Linked DNA regions of Rattus norvegicus: region 1 is linked to region 2. The links are chromatin contacts, called in public Hi-C maps. All regions are on one chromosome and are shown on one strand. Each heading gives the region's core, a stretch centred on a gene start, on an enhancer-like site or on the middle of the called end of the contact. The rest is flanking DNA. Distances are from core to core; before and after follow the strand shown. Region 1 has its middle 24 kb from the start of Fam220a. Region 2 holds the start of Cyth3 (cytohesin 3).

Region 1 (4,191 bases), core at 868-3,367, 56 kb before region 2:
GCTTTCTCTCTGTTAAATATTTTTGTTTTAGCCTGTTACAGAACAATTCCCAGAGTAGCTACTTCCTGTCTTCTGCTGGGTCTTACATGCGCTATTCAAAACTCTTCTGATATGTTCTGCAGGATCACAGAACTTGGCGGGAATTTATTCTAGAAATTGGTGTCTTTGCATTACATGGCTCTACAAAGAAGTTTATATTTTAATCCCGTTTATTTAATGTGTGTGTGTGCACATGCGCATATGTATGAGCTTTCGTGCACACACATGCATGCTGGCAAGAGAACCACAGGGATAATATAGAGGTTAGAAAGCAAATTTCCGGGCTGTAGGTTGTGGTACAAACACCCGCACTCTGGAGGCAGAGGCAGGTGGATTTTTTTTTTTTTTTGGTTCTTTTTTTCGGAGCTGGGGACCGAACCCAGGACCTTGCGCTTCCTAGGCAAGCGCTCTACCACTGAGCTAAATCCCCAACCCCCAAGTGGATCTTTATGAGTTCGAAGCCAGCCTGGTCTACCAGACAGCCAGGGTTACACAGTGAGACCATGTATCAAGACAAAATAAAACAACAACAAAAAAGCCAGACACACTTCTTGAACTCCAGCACTTGAAAGGCAGAGATAGACAGATCTCTGTGTGTTCTAGGCTAGCGTGATCTACAGAGTAAATTTCAGGACAGCCAGAGGGCTATACAGAGAAACACTGTCTCAAAAAATAAACAAACAAAACCCAAACAACGACAAACCAGGTTTGAAGTAGCTTCTCTTCCCCCATCCGGGTCCTGGGACTTGAACTTAGATGATAAGGCTTGGCTAAAATTACCTTAACCCTCTGAGCCATCCAGCTGGCCCCCACAGTTTTTCAGATAGGCTCTTATGTAGCCCAAGCTGTCCCGGAACTGGTGAGCCTCCTGCCTCAGCCTCCTGAGTACGGATTACAGGTGTACGCCTCCACATTCTTCACTGAGGTAGTTAACAACTATTTTCTCAGGGTCTTGAATGGACACAGGCTGACCTCAAATTCACTGTGTGGCTGAGAATGACCTTACACTTCTGTTTATACTGCGAGTAACATCTCTCTGCCTTGGTTTTATATTAGTTCGTGTATTTTGAAATATAGTCTTGAATCCTTTCTTTTTTTTTTTTTTTCCCTCGGAGCTGGGGACCAAACCCAGGGCTTTGCGCTTGCTAGGCAAGCGCTCTACCACAGAGCTAAATGCCCAACCCTTTCTTGTGTAGTATCAAACGTTTTCAAAACCTCTTTTTATCATATACCTTTTGAAACATTTCCCCCTTTTTTCTTTCACATTTTATTATCTTAAAATGTGTGTGTGTGTGTGTGTGTGTGTGTGTGTGTGTATGCGCACGCATGCACGTGTTGGCTCTGTACGTGAGAGTGTAGGTGCTTGTGAAGGCCAGAAGAGGGCACTGTATTTGGATCCCTGGAGCAGGAGTCACAGGTGGTTGTGAGCTACCCATCATGAATGCTGAGAATCGAACTCATGTTCTCTGTGAGAGCACTAAGTCCCTTAACTACTGAGCCATCTCTCCAGCCCCATCTTCTCCTTTAGCACCTACACTCCACCCTGTTGATGCTAGGCTAGGGCTCTACAGCTGAGTCATGCCCACAGTGCCTCACTGGGATATTCTGCGATATTCCAGGCCTGTGCTCCCAGCATCTGAAACAGTTTTTCATTCTCCTGCAGCCCAAACGCGCAACTTCCAGCAGTCGAGCCAGCTGCCCTCAACGCACTCCAGATGAAATCCACATTCAGGTTTAAAACTTGACCTTGGCACTGGTGCTGGGACCGTTCATCAAATTTGGGATGATTCATGAGAACATCCTGTACCGTCCCCCCACAAGAGCCACTGGAGACTCGAAATATGAGAGCCGATGCCCAAGACGGGGAGGCAGGACTTGAAAGTATCTGTCCCCCTGGAACCACGAGGACCGTGAGGCTTCTTAAGGTGCCCTTGGGCATCTTCCAGCTCCAGGCAGGGCTTGGCCACCCTCGTTGCCCCCAATATTACCTCTTTTCCCATAAATAGGATTTGGAGCATTCCTCATGTGACATAATGCATTTTAGAGTCAGAGACAGGAAGTGAGTGTTTTCCGACCCGCCTGTGAGATTCCCTGGAGATGGAGCTGGGCAGGGAAGGGCGTTCCTTTTCTGTCCCACTCTTCTGAAGACTATTAGGGCCGGGTTAGAAGGTGGCTATCTTTTCTCTTTTTTCCCTTCTCTACCATTTTTATTTTACTGTGTGTGAAGTGTGAGTGTGTATTTCTTTGTGTATGTTTGTGTATGTATGTGTTTGTGTGTGGGTATGTTTATGTGCATATGTGCGTGTGTCTGTATATGTGTGTACGTGTGTTTATGTGTGTGTATATTTGTGTGTGTATGTTTGCATGTGGTATGTATGATATACATGTGTATATGTGTGTGTGAGAGAGATATAAGCATGTTTATGTATGTTTGTGTGTATGTGTGTCTGTGTATATGTGTGTGCGTATATTTATGTGTGTATGTTTATGTGTGTGTATGTTTGGGTATGGTGTGTATGATGTATCTATATATGTGTATGTGTTGTGTATATGTATATGTATGTTTGTGTGTATGTTTGATGTTTGTGTGTGTGTGATGTACATGTATGTGTGTGATGTATATGTGTGCATGTATGTTTATGTATATGTATGTTTATGTGTATGTGTGTTTGTGTGTATATGGTGTGTATGTACATGTGTGTGTCCCATGCATGTGTGTCTGGAAGACAGAGCACATTATCTTCCTTAATCACTCTCCATTTCTTTCTCTCTGTTTTGTTTCTGAGACAGGGTTCTTTGTGTGGTCCTGGCTGTCCTGGAACTTGCTCTGTAGGTCAGGCTGGCCTCAAACTCAGAGATCCATCTACTTCTCCCTCCCAAGGGTGACCACCTCTGCCCAGCCACTCTCTCCTTATTTGAGGCAAGGTTTGTCACTGAGCCTGGAGCTTCCTGATTTTGACAGGCTGGCTGGCCAGTGAGTCCCAGGAATCCTCATGTCTCTGCCTCTCCAGAGCCAGGGTCACAGGTGTGCAAAGTCATGCCCAGTTTTTGTGTGAGTGCTCGGGTTAAGTCTTCATGCTTGCATAGCAAGGATTTTATGGACTCATCTTCCCAGCTCCTAGAAGAGCTTTTTAAAACACCAGTCTAAAAGCATAGTAAATTCTTTTCTTTTTTAAGATTTACTTTCAAGTGTGTGTGTATACATGTGTAATTATTCAGAGTTCTCTAAAGGAGCAGAACTCACGGAATGGTCGTATATGTGGATGTGTGTCTACTTTTTGTAACGAGGATTTTTTTTAGAGTGGCTTACAGGCTGAGATCTGAGTGCTCCCACAATGGCTGTCTCCCAGGCTGAGATCTGAGTGCTCCCACAATGGCTGTCTCCCGATGGACAGGCCAAGAATCCAACAGATGCTCAGTCCACAGGGCTGGATGTCTCAGCAGTCCTCATCTGTTGTTGGAGTCCCAGCGGATTCCTAGATCTAGAGATGCTGGGTTTTTTTTGTCTATGCCAGAATCCCAAAGAAGTCCCTTCTAACACCAGTGAAGGAGTGCCTCAGCAGCGGATTAAATGAACTTGCCAACAAGAGTGAGGGCAAGCAGGCAAAATGCAAAAGCTTCTTTCTTTCATGTCCTATTATGTGGGGATGCCACCAGAAGGTAAAGCCCAGGTATAGGATGAGTCTTCCTGTCTCAAAGGATGCAATCAATAAAAGCCCTCATAGACACGTCCAGGTGCTTGGGTTTTAGTCGCTCACAGACATAGTTGACTGAGACTTATTCACAGCATGTGTCTGTGCATGGGCAGCAATTGCAGGTGCCAGGAGAAGCGAGGGGCTTTGGATCCTCTGGAACTGGAGTTTCCCAGTGTGGGCGCAGGGAGCTGAACTTGGGTCCTCTGCAAGAGTGGTGTTCTCTAACTACTGAGCCATCTCTCCAGCCCCAGTCCGATCTCCTTGTTCCGAGAGCTTGTGTAGCTCAGACAGGCCTCAAACTCTACACAGCCAAGACTGGCATTGATCCTACTGCCTACAGCTCCCAAGTCCTGGAATCACAGGATTGTGCCTCCATACTGTCCCTGGCACCAAATCTCTCTCTTAAAGCATGTCAGGTTGGGTTGGGTTAAGATCTGTCCATGTCCAGCAGGAAGAT
Region 2 (3,973 bases), core at 957-3,456:
ATTAATATTGAAAAGCATTTATAATTGATGAACCTGAGTTCAAAGCTCCACCCTGGGACATTATCATTTTCAAAGAGTGCTGTTTTTTTGTTTGTTTGTTTGTTTGTTTTTTTCTCAGAAGCGGTTATCTTGAGATAACAAAATGGCCAGGAACAGGATCAGGAAGCCAGAGTTTTGTTCATCAGGACTTGAACCTGCATCTCTTCTCTCAGTCCATTTCTCTGTGGATTTGTCACAAGCAGCTAAACATCTTATCAGCTTGCAGAAGCCTATCTTGCAGTCTAGGAAGCAGCAGAATATCCGGGGTTATAATTCTTGAGGTTATCAGGAAATTGGACTCTTTGAAATCATCCTTTAACCTTGAGCAAAAGGTGAAGGCTGTCTGCTTTGACAGATGGACGATGGAGGAAGCATCCTTTGATTCAACGGGCAATTTGTAAATATGAAACAGTTGCTGGGAAATTTTATTACAGACGAACCATCTCCTCCCTTATAATGTTTGCTTCTCTTTAATGCAATTTAATTCGAGCAGAAAGGCTCGGGAGGGTACACAGGCAATGCTAAGGAGAGGTTACTGGAAACGAGACATATGGACTGAGAGAAGCAAGCCATAGATTTGGAACAGGGACGAACTGAGGCGGTCTGCCCAGCCCTGGGCTGTGCCCACGGGAAATTGAATTCAGAGCTCCCACTGCATCATAAATCCAGGGCAGCTGGCAGCAACCCAAGAGAGACTAAAGCTCAACTCCAAGGGCATCTGACGCCAGGCCGGCCAACCTCTGTAATCAGGCTTTTTGAGAGCTGGGCCCCAGCTGTGCTGGACTGGGATTAGGGTTCAACGTCATGACTACATTCATTTACAAACCTCGATACTTTGTTAATTTTAAAATGCATCCAATCCGCAGGAAAAAGAGACTCCATTTTCATTATACACGGAAGGGATAAAAGGCTGGAATTACCCTAACATCTTGAGGATGAAGAAGGGAGGAGGTGGGGAGAGGGAGAGGCTTCTTCACAGTGGGCTCATTTTCAGACGATGATGATGACGATTATTATTATTGTTATTATTTCAGACAGGGACTCACTAGGTATCTCTGGCTAACCTAGAACTCACTATATAGACCAAGCCCACGAAGAATTCATAGAGATTTGCTTGCTGTCATCAAAGCATCACACCCAATTTTTATTATTTTTAAAATTATTTTTTAAAATAAACATTTGAAAAAAAAATTATTTAGCTGGGCATGTTGGGTCATCCTTTTCTTTTTCTTTTCTTTTTTTTTTCCCCTTCGGAGCTGAGGACCGAACCCAGGGCCTTGTGCTTGCTAGGCAAGCGCTCTACCACTGAGCTAAATCCCCAACCCCTTGGCTCATCCTTTTAGTTCCAGCATTCGGGTGTCAGAGGCAGGAAGACCTCTGAGTCGAAGGTTAGCCTGGTACACACAGAGAGTTCCATGATATTGAGGGCTATGCAGAGAAACCCTGTCTCAAAAAAGTTTTTCTTTTAAATTTATTTTGTGTGTATAGGTGTTTTGCCCGCGTGTATGTATGCACCACAAGCATGCCTGGTGTCGTTGGAGGCAAGAAGAGTGTTCCAGATAACCCTCATATGAGTACAGGTGTCTTTGGAGGCCAGAAGTATCCGATCCTTTTTGGAGCTGTAGTTACAAGGGTTCTGTGAGTGCTGGAAACAAACTCTGGCTCTCTTCAAGAGCAGAGAGTGCTCTTAACAACAGAACTATCTCCTCACACAATTATTACTGTGTGTATGTCATGTTTGGACGCCCATGCATGCTGCGGTCACAGTAAAACTTATAGTTAGTTCTTTTCGTTGAGCCAATCATCATCAGCCTTCCCTTCCAGATCTTTTCCCACTCCCCTACTCCATGCACTTGCGAGTCGCAACATAGCCATTTGGTTTTGTAGAGCGGGGCGTCCTCGTGCTCCTGATAGACACGGCTTCCTCTCCAGGATGCTCTAGAGGGGCAGACACCAGGTTCGAAGGAGGGTGCAGCGCTGCAGGATCCAAGTCTCTAGGCTAAGCAGCTACTGCAGCTACTGCAAGGCCCGGCGGAGTCTGGAGGGCGGGACCACTAGGCGTCTAGTCTCCGCCCACACCCACAGAGGGGGGCGTGGTTTATGTCACGTGACGGCGCCGGAGCAGCGAGGCTCCGCCCGGCCCTCCGTGGAGGCCCGGCCGCGACCCGGGCCGCGCACGCTGAGGAGCTCCTCCGTTCTCCCCGCGACCACTTCTCCTAGTCCCGGCTTTCAGCCCAGTCGCTCCCGCCGGCTCCGGGCTCGCCGGCTGGCTGGGAGTGGCCTCAAGATGGACGAAGGCGGTGGCGGTGAGGGCGGCAGCGGTGAGTGATGGAGGTGTGGCCGGCTCTCTGGGCGGCCCTGAGGCCGGGGGTCGCGCTGTTGAGAGCCCTGGCTTGAGATGTGGGGCCGGGTGTCGGGTGGGTTGGTGGCGACCGTGGGGAGGTGCTCGGGGTAAGGCCGGGACGCGGGCTTCGCAGCGTTGGTGAGAGGACAAGTCGGAGACCGCAGGGTCGTCGCCCAGCGCGGTAGCGGGTCGCGGGTTCGAGGCCAGGGTCTTCGCTGCACAGCTCCAGGTCGCCTTTCCGAGATGGGAGCACATTGCGGGGCGACCTTCCCAGCGTCTCATTGCCAAGGGCGTCCACGCCCTCCCTAGTCCAGCTGTTTCGGACGGGCCCCTCTCCTTTTCAGCTCTCCTCAGGTGTCTGGAGCTTGGGAGCTCGTGGATGGGGAGGGGAAAGTTTTCAATTTGGACGCCTCGGGGCCCGGGGGTGGGGTCTGTTGGATCGGTCCGGGGGAGAGGAGGAAGGTTGGAAGTCATAACAACGTCTCCGGGTTTTAGATCAGAAGTACTCGTTGGGAATGGCTTAAAGGACATGAGGGACAGGCAGCTCCAGTCCAGGTCTGAGTATGCATTTTTATCAAATAGAAAAAAAAAATGCTACAGAGAAGGGGTGGGGTGCAAAAATAAAGAGGGGGGCAAATAGCTGAATGATAGAATAATTGTCTAGCATGGCCCTGAGTTTGTTCACAACACCACCAAATGGAAAATATAATTAAGAAATTAAAGGGGTCAGGTGGGATCTCTCTAAAGCCGAGGGTGGGAAGCGGGAGCCACAGCCAACAAGGCTGTAAGACTCCAGGACAGGTGTGTGTGGCAGACACCCTTCCTGAGGTGGTTATCATTTCTCAGGGGCAGACACCCTTCCAGAGGTGGGTTATCAGTTCTCGGTGTTGCTCAGGCTCTATGTGCCTGACTTTGAATTCTGTCCTCCTGCAGATGTGCTGGTTGCAAATTACTCAACGGATTACAAATTCCTGTTGTATCATTTCATGAATTTGGTTTCCCAAAACATTAAGAGTCCCCGTTCGTCGAGTGGGTCTTTGATTGAGAAAGCAAGGGGTTAATAATGTACCCATCATTTTTACCCAAACACCCCAAGTTGAAGCTGTCTGGACTTTGAGTAACGATCTTCCTTTTTGCTGACAGAATGATCAGAGTCCCATGTAATAAGGGAGTGTTTAGGGGGGAAAAAAGTCTTAATTACAGGCTGCTGGAGCAGCTGCCTGTAAGAATCAGCAATATTGAAGACTTCCCCGTGAAGTGGTTAATCAAGGTGCCTTCTAGAATTCCAGAGCTTCTCAGATTTTTTTTTTCCTTCTCTGTGAAAGAAACGGGGTGGCTGGGCTGGTAGGAAGTTGGCACTCCTCGTGGCATTTGCCAAGTTCAGTTCTCATAGTAAAAGCCAGGGGTAGCACAGTGGCACCGAGTGGGTGTTTTGTTTGTGAAAAGAAAGAGCCCAGTTGCAAACCCTCCTACAGACCGGCTGCGGGGCTGGAGGCACTGGATCCCTGTGGATGCCTTGCCTTTCGCCTATATCACAGTTTGACATAGTTTAGAAAAGACAGGACAGTGGCAATTGGACATTGGAATCCA

What was found. Hi-C and Micro-C count contacts between places; a contact is called where the count stands out from the background.
Region 1: a contact with region 2 is called in a Hi-C map of psoas muscle, with 2.5 times the contacts expected there. The contact joins the enhancer-like site here to the promoter of Cyth3 in region 2. A contact is called at or near these places in 4 of 12 Hi-C or Micro-C datasets (the Rat2 cell line, Schwann cells, frontal cortex and 1 more).

The regions. Positions count from the first base shown.
Region 1 is chr12:16,101,522-16,105,712 of GRCr8, reverse strand. No RefSeq gene overlaps it. Among named protein-coding and RNA genes, the nearest start is that of Fam220a, 24 kb to the left of the region's middle. Within about 2 kb of position 2,117, at least 17 of the 93 cell types and tissues checked have an H3K27ac peak or open chromatin away from gene starts, as enhancers often do.
Region 2 is chr12:16,045,661-16,049,633 of GRCr8, reverse strand. It overlaps Cyth3 (cytohesin 3), which reads left to right and starts at 2,206. Exons shown (of 13, transcript NM_053912.2): 1 at 2,206-2,360. The coding sequence starts at 2,327.